Regions from separate parts of the Mus musculus genome. Here regions 1, 2, 4 and 5 are each linked to region 3. Evidence: chromatin contacts called from public ChIA-PET, HiChIP or PLAC-seq and promoter capture Hi-C data. All regions are on one chromosome and are shown on one strand. Each heading gives the region's core, a stretch centred on a gene start, on an enhancer-like site or on the middle of the called end of the contact. The rest is flanking DNA. Distances are from core to core; before and after follow the strand shown.

Region 1 (2,700 bases), core at 163-2,662, 690 kb after region 3:
CTGCCCTTAAAAAGGGATGACTATGCGCCTACTAGTCCCTCATCCCTACCATCAGAGTAGCATCTTCCATTGTAAATCTTTTCAAGGATGCAGAACCTGGGTTAGAAAGATGGCTCAGTGGTTAACAGAGCTGACTGTTTTTCCAGAGGACAAGGGTTCAATCCTTGTAGCTCTCACTACTGTCTGTAAGTCCAGGTGGTCTGATGCCCTCTTCTGGCTTCTGTGGAAACTGCATGCACATGGTGCACACTTATGTGCAGACAAAACAGCAATACACATTGGGGGGTTGAGGTGGGGGGAGATGCAGATGTGTTAGTTTGATTTCTGTTGTTTTTTTTTTTTCACTTTTTAAAAATGAGAACAGTGGGTTTTTTTTTTTAAGGTGTATTTATTTTATTTCTATGGGTACACTGTGGCTGTCTTCAGACACCAAAAGAAGGCACCAAATCCCATTACAGATGGCTATAAGCCACCATGTGGTTGCTGGAAATTGAACTCAGGACCTTTGGAAGAGTAGTCAGTGCTCTTAACTGCTGAGCCATCTCTCCAGTCACCTGTTTGCTTTTGTTTTAAAACAGTAATATAGCTCAGGCTAGCCTAAATTCACAACTCACTATGCAGCAAAAGATAACCTTGAATTCCTGGTCCTCTTGTTTCTGGCTCCAGAGTGCTAGGATTGCAGGCATGCACCAGCGTGTATGGTTTATGCAGTGCTGGGGCCTACGAAAGACCTCAGACTACCAACTTTCCACTGCTGTGACAGAAGGCCTATGATAATCAACAGAAAAAGAAGAAAGGATTATTTGGGCTCACAGTCTGGGAGGTTTAGGTCCATGGCTGCTTGCCTCTGCTGCCTTGGGGGTCTGTGGTGAGACATCATGACAGAAGCTGCTCATATATGACATCTAGAAAGCAAAAAGACAGAAATATTTGGGCATGGTATACACCTGGGTTCCCAGCTCAGGGGAGGCTGAGGCAGGAGGGTTGCAAGTTCAAGGCCAGCCTGGGCTACATAGTGAGCCCTTGTCTCTGAATGCAAACAAAACAAATGCCAACCCCCCTGGAAGCCTTAGTTTCCTAAGCTTTCTCAAGATGGCTGTGAGAACAGAAGGCAATAAAGACCTGGTGTGAGGCAGATGCTTCTAGAATGCAAACCACAGGGTGGGGGCGGGGGGAGTGGAGAGGCACAGGCAGACCGGCAAGAAGGCAGCAGCTGCTGCTGCTCTCTAGCAAGGCTCCTTTGCATTTGGCCGTAGGCAGCTGAAGGGGCCAGACAGGCGGAAAGCGAAGGTGCTTTGCAGCTGGGCAGTGAGGTTTCTTAACCAACCGAGCTTCACAGAATGTTCAGGATGTGGGCCGGCCCCCAGCATGCACTGGGGAAAACCAAAGGACGAGAAACAAGAGGCATGTCACGTCAAGGGCCTTGCTCATCACATATCACATGTCACCAGAGTGGTTGGCAGAGGCAGCAAACAACACCATGGGAACTCCATCTCCTTCTTCCATTTGCTCCATCCAGCCTACTCACTGATGAATTTATGTTTTACGCTAGTCCATAAAGCACAGTTGTTAGGACAGAAGCCACTTTCTGAGTGCAGTACACTAAGTGCCGCCATGCTTTAGCTAATCCAACCGAATAGTCATAGGAGCCCTGCGGGGAAGATATTGGCATGCCCCCGTTTTACAAATGGGAAAGCTGAGGCCCAATACCTTGGTAAATAAATAAATAAATAATCACCCAGCTAAGAAGATGTCAGAAATGTCATTCAAACTCTGAGACCTAACCTGACTCTCAGGCCAGGGTTTTCAGATCAGTACCGTGGACCTAGGCTAGAAGACATTTTCATATTTTCTTTTTTCTTTTTTTTTTCCCCCTTGAAACCGGTCTATGTAGCCCTTGCCAGAACATACTATCTAGACCAGGCTGATCTTGAACTCACAGAGATCCACCTGCCTCTGCCTCCTAAGTACTGACATTAAAGACACATGCCAGCACATCCTGCTGGGAGACACTTTCTAGGGAAAAGAGGTAAGTACCTACAGGCTTTGGAGGAGCAGGAAAGCCCACCTCCTGGGCCAGTGTCCAGTGAGGAGGGGGTAAGAGACATTGCCTACCATCACCCAGCAGTGGGCATGGAGAGAGGCACTACACCCCTCCATCAGTGCCCTTCTCTCAGTAGAGACCTCAGCTGCCTCCTAGCAGTTTGGGGGAAAACCAATTGTGCCCTAGGCTCTAAGGCACTAAGCCTTAGGTATAGACAATCACAATTTATCCTGGTCCCCCCACCCCCCTCGATCTAGGGATGTGCATGCAGACCAAGAAAGGCTTTGCTGTGGTTTCAGAATGTCTGTGCTCACTTCCTGTAAAGACATATGCAAATTACTTTTCTCATTGCTGAGACCTAACACCTGGTCAGAAGCAACTTAAAGCTAGGAGGCATGGTGGCTCACACCTCTGTGAGTCTGGGAGCAGCTTGGTCTATATTGTGAATTAATTCCAGACCTGCCTGCCAGGGCTACCTAGTGAGACCCTGTCTCAAAAGAAAAAAAAGAAAAAGGAAGGAGAAGAAATAGAAGAAGGTCTATTTTGACTTACAGTTGGGATACAGTGCATCGTGGCAAAGGCATACAAGCAGGAGTGTGAAGTGGCTGGCCACACTGTGTCTGCTGTGTGGAAGCAGAGGCAGACAGATGCTGGGG
Region 2 (2,700 bases), core at 54-2,553, 730 kb after region 3:
AAATCTCAGTGCCCATGTCAAACTGGTCACAATAACCTGTGACTCTAGCTCCAACAGACCCGACGCCCTTCTCTAGCTTCCAACGATGCTTGGATATATGTGCCATTATATACACAGGGATATATATAAATAAAAATAGAAAATGAGGAGTTCTAGGAGGAGAGATCCCAAGTTAGGTATACACAAAGAAGCACAGCCTAAGGTGTTCAACCAGGGAGATGGCCTTGGGGCTGCAGGAATACTCTGCTAAGTGAGAGGACTGGGACCTCACCAGCCACTCAACGGGCTACTTGAACTATTAGTTGGCCCTGTATACTCAGACTGGGCGCAGACAGGCCATTGGCTCCCTGCCACCAAATGATATTGCTACCTCCAGGCCATTAAGGGATTCTAGGCTAGCCAGCAAACACGGGCCCCCTTATCTGCAGTTTTTATAATTCTTTCTTTTGCCGTCCCAGCCTCCAGTAACAGCCCAACCAGTTCCAGGGACCAGAGACTCATTTGGGTTTTCCATAGGATCCTGGCAGCCCCTCCCCACCCCGAGAAGTAGATGCTACTACCATTACCATTTTACAGATGTAGGAAACTGAGGCCCAGGGAACTAAAAGACTTGCCCAAGGCCCATCAGCATGATGGCAGGAGAGTTTCTCTGGAAGTCCTGCTCCTAATCTTACCCCATCAACCAGGCTTGTTAAATATCCCAGTGGTCCCAGTGACCATCAAAAGCTCCTTTTGAGAACTGAGGCAATCAGATCTCTGAACCAGCCCCAGCCACAACCCCAGTTACCTTTCCAGCCTTCTGGTAGATCTCACATCTAGACCTGCTCTCATCCCACAGGGTGAGCACCACCATCTCAGACACCTCAGATCGCCTCTGGATGCAGTGCTACTTGTCTAGTGGGTGGCAAGTAAATCTCCCCTAGGTAAATTCAATCCCATTAAAGGTTCCTGGTGTTGCCTCTGCTATCTTACATTCTGCACATTCATATTCATGTAAATGCAGTAAAAGAATTCCAGCCAGGGTTTCCTCCTCTGTCTGGTTGTATAAGCCACCACTAGGAGTGCCAGAGAGCCCTCCTGGCTAGCTGTTAATAGGGCTAAAATATGGTCCGAAAGGCAGCCTGAGATCCAGCAAACTGGCAGTTCCCCAGGTTGTGGTCTCTTATTCCACCTCCCCGAATAGAAAAGGAGCCCAAGCCTGGGGCTGGGAAACAGTTTCAGGTCCAGGAGCAAAAGTAGAGTGCTTAATAAACAGGCCATTTCCTCTCTTTGGGTCCAGTTCCCTACTCCACAGATGTCATCCTAAGTTCCTTTAGCAGTTTTGATGTGACACATAATTCCAAGCTAGCTGGGCAAACGTCTGCTGCTCTGAGCCCCAAGGCTAGCCATGAAAAGGATCCTGTGCCTCTGCCTCAGGTCAGGAAAGAAGAGTAGGCCACGGTAGCCACAGGAAGCTGGGCCCCCAGCCAGACTGCCCCGTGGGTAGCACAATCCTGTCCATCCTCCTTGCCCCAGTCATCCTCGGCCAATGGTATTCAACCAGGTACTTAGCCCACGCAGCTGACATCACCTGCAAAGCATGGCTGGAGGAGGCACTGCATTCTTTAGGTGCTGCTGCCAGCCCAGAGCCCAGAGAGCTGCCACAGGGGGATGTGGTGGGGTGGGACTGCCCCACCTGTCAAAACAAACATGCCTGGCTTGGCCTGCCAGTCAGGCAGGCACTCTGGGGAAAGCCAACATGTCTGTTAGAGGTGCCTGCTGTGATACCAACTGGAAGCTGGTTCCATGGGACCAGCACAGCATACCCTATGGTTGGAACAGGATGGAGGCAACCTTGGGGACCATGCAGTCAAGGGCAAAAGACAAGGGCTTGGCGTCAGGCAGCTCTGAATTCGCTTCTCGGCTTTGCCACTGAAAATATGAATTGGGGGCTGAAGAAATGGCTCAGTGGTTAAGAGCACTGACTGCTCTTCCAGAGGTCCTGAGTTCAATTCCCAGCAACCACATGGTGGCTCACAACCATCTGGAATGAGATCTGATGCCTTCTTCTGGTGAGTCTGGAGACAGCTACAGTGTACTCACATAAACACGCTTCATAGGTCATAGCATTGTTCTGTGGCTTCAGAGAGAGGTTTATGCGTGAAGGGGCTGTAGCATACTGGCTAAGCTGCCCACAGTAGCTGAGAGTCCTCTCTGGGAGTGGTACTTGACACTCTGTTCAATCACGAGAGTCCAGGAAGGACATGGGCTCTCACAAATCATCTTTCCCACACTCCCACCTCCCATTTCCCTTCCCCACCCTGTTTTATGCTCCAGCCTCACAATGCTGGGTCACAAGGGATCTCAGAGGTCAGTCAGTCAGTCATGTTGTGGAGAAGCCCAAAGAAGTCGAGTTGCTGCAGAAGAGGCAGAGCTCAAGTGCACTGAGCCACAAGTGCCTTGTTTGGCCTGCTTGCTGCTAGGTGAAGCTGAGGCCCGGCTGAGCTTGTGTTATTCAAACAAGAAAACTTCATGGGCAATCCAAGTCCAGACCCAGATTGGTTAGACACCTCTGGGCAACCTGAGAAAGCAAAACTGGTCCATCATAAACAACCCTGACCCACAAGCCTTCAGTATCACAAGTGCCCAGCCCCCATTATGTCGGCCATTCAAAGACTTCCTGGTCCCATGGCCCCTACTGCCAGCTCAGCACCCACCTCA
Region 3 (2,700 bases), core at 20-2,519:
ACAGTAACTGCGTTTGGAAACTCTGATCTTTCTCAGGCAGGTATTTTGAAGAAAGATAGGGTCACTCTAGCAACGCAGCCTTGAGCTGTGAGAAACTGTGGAAGAGTTTCCTACTCAGGAAGAGAACTGAGAGTAGCCTGGCTAGAGTTTGCTTCAGAGAACAGGACTGGGTGTGGAAGGGCAGCTGTAGCGCCCAGTGGACCCTGGCCATGTAATAATACTAGCTGCAGCTGCATCCATCGCACCACTGGGAAGCTGATTCACCGCCCACGCCTCTGATCGTAGAACCCTTCAAACCCTCTGACAAGAGAGGAAGGCTGAGAAGGTACATTTCTGGGCCATCACCTGACAACTCTGTAGATTTAGACAAATCCCTTAGCCTCCCTTTACTCCAGTTTCCTCATGGAACTGATGTCAGACAACACAACCAATCTCCAGAGCAGTTACGATGATTAATGTTTGCTAGAATGATTGTCACTGGGCAGGAAGGCGAGTCAAGACATAAAATTCTCCTAAAAGAATGAAAAAAACCCACATCAGGTTTGCTTTTTCCCACTTTTGTGTGTGTGCATGTATATACATGCATATTAGCATTTGCCTGAGAACGTCCCAGACTATGTTGGAAACCATCTATAATTGCGCTTCTAACTTTGGATTGAGGCTGGGTTTCTCAATCCGTTACAGGTAGGCGCCATGCCCACTGGGCATTTTCACCCGGATACTGGGGATTTGAATTCCAGTCCTTGTGTTTGCATGGCAAGTGTTTTAACCACTGTGCATCTCAGTCAAACAAAGGGGCGAGTGTTGTTAACATAGGCATAAGGTGGCAAGAGGGTGTTGCTGTGACAGGAGACTTGTCTAAGGATATCATGTGTGTTGTGAGAGAGAAGAAGCATGGAAAAGGAGAGAGATGAGGAGGAGAAAAGGAAAAGAGAGGCTTGAGGGACAGGTAGAAACTAAAGTGGGAAGGAGAAAGAGGAGAGAATCAGAAATAAAGAGAGGGAAAGAGAAAAGAGGATAGAGGGAGGAATGTGGGATGCGAGAGAAAAAGAAAACAAGAGAGGGAGGTTAGAGCTAAAGGGAGAGAAGAGAGAGGAAAAGGAGAAGATAAAAGAAGGAAGAAAGATATGAAAAAGAGGGAGGGAAAAGAAAGCAAGAAAAGGAGGGGTGGAACCAAAGAGGATTAGTAGCCAGAAGGCTAGAAAGGAGACGAGGACCAGGCGCTCGATGCGCTCGTCGCTCACCCACCCGGCCTTGACTGAGAGGTACTGTAAAGCCCCGCCTCAGCCCCGCCCCCTCGTCCCGCCCGCCGCGGGCCAAGCCGGAGCAAGCTAGGAGGCAGCCGGCTCTGCGGAGGCAACATGTACCGGCTCCTGTCAAGCGTGACAGCTCGGGCTGCGGCCACCGCAGGCCCAGCCTGGGACGGAGGGCGGCGCGGGGCGCACAGGCGACCGGGCCTGCCTGTGCTGGGCCTTGGTTGGGCCGGCGGCCTGGGGCTCGGGCTGGGGCTGGCTCTCGGCGCGAAGCTGGTGGTCGGGCTGCGGGGCGCCGTCCCCATTCAGTCCCCCGCGGACCCCGAGGCGTCCGGCACTACCGAGTTATCGCACGAGCAGGCCCTGAGCCCGGGGAGCCCGCACACGCCTGCGCCGCCAGCAGCCAGGGGCTTCTCCAGAGCCATCGAGAGCAGCCGCGATCTGCTACACCGGATCAAGGTGCGGGCCCAGTGGGCGTCAGGGCGGCGGCTTCCGTTTTTCTGACTGCCTGGCCGCGGGCTGACGCTCTTAGGGCTGCTCAAGTAGCAGCTGAGGTCACCGGTCGCGGAGGGGCCCGCCCCTTCCCCTTTAGAGTCCTGTGCACTCCGACGGCCAGGGCAATCGGAGCAGAACCATTGCCCTCCTGGTGGGCGGGACCGCAGAGTGGGCGGAGTCAGTCTACTTTTGAACCACCAGGGTCTTTCTTTTCTCTTAGGATGAGGTTGGTGCCCCCGGCATCGTGGTTGGAGTTTCTGTAGATGGAAAAGAAGTCTGGTCAGAAGGTGAGTTCAGCAGGTAGCCCATTTTGTTATTGGTAAAATAAAATACTGATGTTTTACAGGTTGGAGTTGCAAAAAGTGGCACATTTGTAGAGACAATGTATCCCTAGAATAATCAGGCTGTTTTATTTATCACTGGAAAGTTTAAAATGTAACTAACTGGGCTAGGAGTATAGCTCAGTGGAAGCTCACTTGCTTAGCCTCCATGTGTGAGGGCAAAATAAAGTAAATAATTAAATTGTGTGACTCAAGTACGTGGATGTGTTCAAAATGCTGTTTCTTCTCCCAGTTTACTCTTAAGAATTGGTCTGAAAATGGAATGTAGAACAATCCATTAAATTACCACTATTACATATTAGATAACCCTTATTAGTAACTAAAATGTCAGTTTCTGCATATTTTTATTCTTTCATTCTGTAATTTTTTTATTCCCCACTTCTGTAAAAGGCACTATACCAAGTATTAAGAATACATGATATCCCTGGTCCTTAATGATTTACAGTTTATTATTACATTTACTAGACAGAGTGTTACCTGTTTTGTTTTTAACGACAAGCTTGAAGTGGTTTGGGATGGAGCTCAGTTGGTGCTTGCTTTTGGGTACAAGTTCTGGGTATAATCCCTTGCACCACATAAATCAAAGTGGTATGGACCCATGATCCCATTCC
Region 4 (2,700 bases), core at 139-2,638, 780 kb before region 3:
AGAATTCTCTTTCAAAAGGGTTCTATTTCTTCTCAGAGGGGATTCTCTTCACCAACGCCATTGTACTAGAAGAGAGTTCTATGTGCATTATATGTGCATTGAAGGGAGAGTGGAAATTACACCACCTAACTCTGTAAAAACATTGTAATAGATCTGTCTGGAATGATGTTGAAAACATTATCACAATATCGTGTGTGCACAATTGCCCTCAGAGGTCAAGTTACAACCTCTGATGTTGTTCAATTGTCATCCACCTTATTCTTTGGGACAGGGTCTCCCATTGGTCACCAATAAGGCTAGACTGGAGAGTTATCAAACACCAAGGATGTAGCTGCTTGTCTATCCCTCTCCAGCCTTGCGCTTACAATTGTGTATCACCGGCCTCAGCTTTTTAAAGATAGGTTTACCAGGACAGGATTCAGTACATCTCGCCTGCATGGCAAGCACTTCACCAGTGAATGAACCTTCCTTCCAGTGGGGAAAAGCAAGCATGTGAGTGTGCTTCTGTTCTTATTCTTCCACTCTGGGGTAAATACGTTCTTTACGTTGTTGGTTTTCCCTTTTTACTATTAAAATGGTCTGGAAAAGGAGCAGATACTGTAAATAGACGGGGGGGGGGGCATTACTTTTCCTTTTGCTTCCAAAAAGCGATCAGAAAAGTGAAAAAACATCAATGCTGCAAGATTATAGATAGAAAAATAAATAACTTTTATTTTGTACAAAAGGGAAAGTGCACCAGAGCCAAAAGGCTGTTGTGTGTGTCCCGGGGATAAGCCACTGTCAAGAGGCCTTGAGTATCTGAGGGCCAAGAGTCTCTGTGCATCTCAAGGCGACTCAACCTTAAATGTCCAGAGCACCAGGGAAGCCGCGCTCATAGCAGTAGCAGAGAGCCCAGCAGCAGCTCGCCCTGGCCCAGCGGTCGTCCGCGCTCCAGCCCGCGGCCCTTGCTCTCCGCCTTGATGCGCACGGCCAGGCGGCGCAGCTGCTCCTCCGGGAGCCGATCGAAGCAGCAGTCCTGGTCCAGGGCGGCCTTGCGGCTGCGGCGGACCACACTGGCGCGCTGCTGGCCCGACGGCCTCAGCACCAGGCTGAGGCGGCAGCCCAGGGCGCGGGGCTCCAGCGCGGCGGCCGGGCCCTCAGCGCGCAGCAGGCGGAGGCGGAGGCAGGCGCTGCGCGGACAGTACTCGGCCGCCAGGCGCAGCGTGCAACCCCCGCGGCCCAGAGCCACGCTGGCTTCAGCTTGCAGGCGCTCGGGATCCGGGCTGCTGGGGACCGGGGGCGCGCAGGAAGCGGCGCGCTCGTGCTCGTCGCCGCGGGGCGCGGGGCGCGCGCTGGCCCGGCCGCGGGGAGCCCGCAGCGCGCGGCTCAACAGACCATCGGGGGCGCGGAGGAGGCGGCGCATACGGGGCACTGGAGCGGCTGGTGGGGTTTTGTCCAGGTCGCGCGGGGCGCCGAGCTCAGAGTCCGATGCTCGGCGCGGACTCGCGTAGGTGTGCGCACGGTGGCAAAGTCCCAGCCTGGGGGTGCCGGGGTGGCCGAGGAAGAGCGACTCCTTCCGGCGCGTGTGCGGGCTCTCGAGCAGCGCGCAGAAGCCGTAAACGGTGCGCGCGCGGGGCAGGTGCGGCAGCGAGAGCGCAGCCTGGGAGCGCGGGTCCCAGTCGGTGCGACCCGCGCAGTCTTCGTCACTGTCTTCGCGGTCGTCAGGGATGCGCGGCCACAGGTCCGGTTCGGCCGCGCAGCGCCAAGGCAGTGCGGCAGCGGGAAGCGGTGATTCGAGAGCGCCGGGGACCTGCAGCCGCGGGGGGATGCAGAACTCTGGGATGCGGCCCGGGGTGAGCACGTTGGAGAAGGCAGGCTCAGGAGTGGAGGAGCGAAGTCGACCGAGAAGCTTCATCCTTCTAGCTTATGCCCGAGCGTGGCGGATACACGAGCGTCTGCAACACAGAGAAAAACTGTTGAATTTGGGCTCCTGAAGTCCAGTGGATCCCTTCTTTGACCCTCTGGAAGTACCCACAAATCTAGGGCTCCGGGTCAGCACGAATCAACCTTTGGAGCATCCTCATGGTAACAAACTATATACATGAATATATAGAAATCAGACCTTTTCTTCTTCAGTCTCGCTGGGTCCGACTAGTCGCAGGAACGAAGCAGGTGACGTGTAGTTCACAGCTAGGGCTCCACCTTCAGCACTGCAGCTGTGACAGTGGCGCTCCAAACTTATACCTTAGTGGAAGTCACGCCCAGGCTCCAAGAGGCCAATCCGAAGAGGTAACAGACCGAACCCGCCTTTCAGCCGTCCCTTCCCACTAAATCTCCAGCTGCTAGCTGTATAGGTGTCGCAGGAGCTGGCTCTGGGACTTACATTGGCTGTCCCTTTGCTGGAGCGCCATTTACAGATGAGTAAAGGGCATCCTGTCACCATGCGAAAGAGAATTTGGTAGTTCAAAGTGTTTGTGGCCTCTCAGAGAAGGTGAGGAAGGAGGAAGAAACGTGAAGTTGAATTTAGCAACTAAGTAAATCCGATCCTTCCACTGGGCACCTGACTCATAAGCTCCCCTGGGTTCTATTTTTCAGGATGCATACCTGTTTCCAAGCACAGACTAAACTTGGCATGTCCGTTTAGGATGGGGTTATGTGCAGAACGTTTTGCGAAATTGAAAACGCATTAGTCCGCCTACGTTTAACATATCCAGACTGCTT
Region 5 (2,700 bases), core at 58-2,557, 780 kb after region 3:
AATGTAAAGGGCACATGTTTATAAGAGAATAATAATCACTTATAAATGACTTATATTAATTGGTTCTGTGCTTCAGAGTCACCAGGGGCCTTGCTGTGGACAGAGAAGGAAAGCGTCAGCCCCCCACTTCCAGTATACAAACCTCTTCTTCGTCTACAGGAAGTTGGGCAGCATTGTTCAGTCACCACTGAGCTGCCCCTCAAAATATCTTTTGTGTTTCTGACATGGGTTCCCCTTCTGTGCTTATCTCCCATGGACGCCACCATGGTGTGATTTATTTACTCAAGTTCTCTGGTGCCCTGGTGCCATACAGCATTCCTCGGCTTCCTTGACTTAGAGCATCTTGGAAAGAGCCTCTCTTTCTCTCTCTCTCTCTCTCTCTCTCTCTCTCTCTCTCTCTCTCTCTTTCCTTGTACTCCTGGCTCCTAACAGTATTTGGTGCATATTAGGTTTGTAGTTTGTATTTTTTTACATTTAATTAACTAGTTAATTCTTAATTAATGAGTGTGTGTGTGTGTGTGTGCATGTGTGTGTATGTGGTGTGTGGGTATAAGTGTATATGTGTGAGTGTGTGTGTATGTGTGTGCATGTGTGTGTGAGTGCATGTATGTGCATGTGCATGTGTGAGTAGTGTGTGTATGTGTGTGTGAGTGTATTAGTATGTGTATGTGTGTGAGTGTATTAGTATGTGTATGTGTGTGAGTGTATTAGTATGTGTATGTGTGTGTGAGTGTGTGTATATGTATGTGAATGTGTGTGTGTATGTGAGTGTGTGTATTAGTGTGTGTGTGTGTGTGTGTGTGTGTGTGTATGTGTGAGTGAGTTTACATGCAGGTTCTCATAGAGTCCAGAAGAGGCCATAGGATGCCTGGAACTGGAGATTCGTGCAGTTATAAACTGCCTGATACAGTTGCTGGGAACTCAACTCGGGTCCTCTGCAAGAGCAGTAAGTGCTCTAAACCACTGAGCTACCTCTCCATCCTCAGTGATGTTACTGATGGAACTATGCTAGACTCTCTTCGTCTCTGGTCTCCTCCTGGAGCATTACGTGTAAACCAATGCACTTGGCACAACCTCCTGGATCAGCACTCCTATCCCCCACCCCCAGCCCAGGCCCAGCCCTCTCCTACATTCCCAGCCCACTTCCCTACAACACTGGCACCATCAGTTCTTCTCAATACCACTCTCCCCTTCCCATCAGGCCTGAGCTCCTTGGCTGGGCCCCAGCGCCTCTCATCACCTGGCCCCAATCCACTTGCCCAATAGCACTGTGGCTTCCCACAAGGCACAGCACGACACACTCATTTCCACCTCAGGGCTTCTCTAGTCCTGATTCCCTATCCTAGGAGAACTTCTGCTTACCCAAGCCCTCCTCCTGCTTAAGTTCAAGTTTCAGCTCCTAATCATCTTTTCACACCCTTTCCTTTTTTGTGTACTTTGCTGGTTATCTGTCCCTCACCCCCAAACTAGATTAATCTACTTAAGGGAAGGGCAATGTCTAACACCTCATCTGTGATCTACCACACCCGATTTAAGAAGGCATCTTGCAAAACTCAAGACTTAGTAACAGTTAGGACTGAAAACTATTTGAAACAGTTATGATGAGAAATGGCAGAAGTCAGGACTGGAGAGATGGCTCAGTGGTTAAGAACATACACTGCTCTTGCAAAGGACCAGACTTCAGTCCCTAGCACCCGTGCCAGATGCCTGAAATACTTTCCCTAGAGGACCTGACACCTTCTTCTGGACTCCAAGGGTACATGCATTCATGTGTACATACATACACACAGAAATACATTTTATACATACCCTTACACACACACAATTAAAAATTAAAAATAAATCTTACAAAGCTATGCCTAAAGTGTCTTCTCAGGAGCAGAGACAGCCAACACATGGGAACATAAGTAGCAAGGTTTGGAAAGGGGCACAGAGCATCACACTTATGTCACTGGGACCTGAAATGAGTTCTCCCTGGTACCAGATGGTAGAAACCAGTGGCTCTCAAAGTGTGGTGCCCAGTCCAGGGCCATCAGCACCAGCATATGTTAGAAATAAAAAGCACTGACCCACTAAATCAGAAGCTTGGGTGGTTCCTGTTGTCCATGCTAGTTTGAGAACCAGTCAGTAGGACTCTCTTTTGAAAGTGGACGGAGGAGTTTCTTCAACTCTGCAGACTGCCTGTGGGTGCGATTTCTAACTCTTTTCTTTCTGCTTTCCACAATTCCCAAAGACAAGGAAACGGTAATAATTACAAGTTACTGACGACCCAGTGCTCCGACAATTTTCCTAATGAGATTTCAGGGCCATGAGGCTAACCAAGCACACACTTCCTCAGCCCTCTCAGTGTGGTGGGGCTCCCTGTTTGTCTCAGTCCCAAATGGTACTCATCACCCGCTGGCCCCCAAAGGCCATCTTGAGCAGTGAATCTGCTCTCTGCTCTCAGAGTTCACATTTAAGTGCTGAGTCTTCACAGTAAGCTTCTATCTCTGATTTATCTACCTACCTCCCCTTGTGAAAACACAGGGCCAGTCTGCCAGCATTTCATTCCTCAGGACCTGCAAGAAGGGGTGGGTCGCATGCAGAGTGACAGCTCAGCTTCCCACAATCTCACAGGTAGATTGTTGATACATGTCCTGACTGCATGAGAGATGGGTTCAGAGCAAGGACTGCAGTCCCTGGGGAGAATCTGTGGGGCCC

Evidence for each region. Promoter capture Hi-C pulls out the DNA fragments that hold promoters and counts their contacts. ChIA-PET counts read pairs in DNA pulled down with a chosen protein or histone mark. HiChIP or PLAC-seq counts read pairs in DNA pulled down with a chosen protein or histone mark.
Region 1: an RNA polymerase II ChIA-PET map of memory CD8 T cells shows a contact between it and region 3, with 19 read pairs. The contact joins the enhancer-like site here to the promoter of Lactb in region 3. A contact is called at or near these places in 15 of 39 promoter capture datasets (the 3T3-L1 cell line, 3T3-L1-derived adipocytes, the HPC-7 cell line and 10 more), 1 of 15 datasets of contacts at CTCF or cohesin (large pre-B cells), 8 of 484 Hi-C or Micro-C datasets (CD4 T cells, the G1E-ER4 cell line, the N1E-115 cell line and 2 more), 5 of 115 datasets of contacts at active chromatin or transcription factors (embryonic stem cells, extraembryonic endoderm stem cells, large pre-B cells and 1 more) and 2 of 9 other capture datasets (embryonic stem cells and liver).
Region 2: a promoter capture Hi-C map of the HPC-7 cell line shows a contact between it and region 3, with 4 times the contacts expected there. The contact joins the enhancer-like site here to the promoter of Lactb in region 3. A contact is called at or near these places in 3 of 39 promoter capture datasets (the HPC-7 cell line, HPC-7-derived erythroid cells and stem cell-derived epiblast-like cells), 1 of 115 datasets of contacts at active chromatin or transcription factors (large pre-B cells) and 2 of 9 other capture datasets (embryonic stem cells and pancreatic islet).
Region 4: an H3K4me3 HiChIP or PLAC-seq map of stem cell-derived neural progenitor cells shows a contact between it and region 3, with 4 times the contacts expected there. The contact joins the promoter of M5C1000I18Rik here to the promoter of Lactb in region 3. A contact is called at or near these places in 1 of 39 promoter capture datasets (cranial neural crest) and 1 of 115 datasets of contacts at active chromatin or transcription factors (stem cell-derived neural progenitor cells).
Region 5: a contact with region 3 is called in a promoter capture Hi-C map of neutrophils, with 3 times the contacts expected there. The contact joins the enhancer-like site here to the promoter of Lactb in region 3. A contact is called at or near these places in 6 of 39 promoter capture datasets (embryonic stem cells, erythroid cells, frontonasal cranial neural crest and 3 more) and 1 of 115 datasets of contacts at active chromatin or transcription factors (large pre-B cells).

Annotation. Positions count from the first base shown.
Region 1 is chr9:66,280,298-66,282,997 of GRCm38.p6, reverse strand. No RefSeq gene overlaps it. Among named protein-coding and RNA genes, the nearest start is that of Gm39364, 19 kb to the left of the region's middle. Within about 2 kb of position 1,412, at least 72 of the 459 cell types and tissues checked have an H3K27ac peak or open chromatin away from gene starts, as enhancers often do. A contact at or near this core is called in the G1E-ER4 cell line and memory CD8 T cells, where this site is marked.
Region 2 is chr9:66,239,559-66,242,258 of GRCm38.p6, reverse strand. All of the region lies in intron 4 of Dapk2 (death-associated protein kinase 2), which reads right to left. Among named protein-coding and RNA genes, the nearest start is that of Gm39364, 60 kb to the left of the region's middle. Within about 2 kb of position 1,303, at least 88 of the 459 cell types and tissues checked have an H3K27ac peak or open chromatin away from gene starts, as enhancers often do. A contact at or near this core is called in the HPC-7 cell line, where this site is marked.
Region 3 is chr9:66,974,053-66,976,752 of GRCm38.p6, reverse strand. It overlaps Lactb (lactamase, beta), which reads left to right and starts at 1,269. Exons shown (of 6, transcript NM_030717.1): 1 at 1,269-1,712; 2 at 1,969-2,035. The coding sequence starts at 1,362.
Region 4 is chr9:67,758,918-67,761,617 of GRCm38.p6, reverse strand. It overlaps M5C1000I18Rik (RIKEN cDNA M5C1000I18 gene), which reads left to right and starts at 1,388. Exons shown (of 2, transcript NR_153961.1): 1 at 1,388-2,470; 2 at 2,575-2,700. It overlaps C2cd4b (C2 calcium-dependent domain containing 4B), which reads right to left and starts at 2,181. Exons shown (of 2, transcript NM_001081314.2): 1 at 2,102-2,181; 2 at 685-1,934. The coding sequence starts at 1,894. The coding sequence ends at 872.
Region 5 is chr9:66,192,853-66,195,552 of GRCm38.p6, reverse strand. The region is part of intron 2 of Dapk2 (death-associated protein kinase 2); the gene reads right to left. Among named protein-coding and RNA genes, the nearest start is that of Dapk2, 36 kb to the right of the region's middle. Within about 2 kb of position 1,307, at least 13 of the 459 cell types and tissues checked have an H3K27ac peak or open chromatin away from gene starts, as enhancers often do. A contact at or near this core is called in neutrophils, where this site is marked.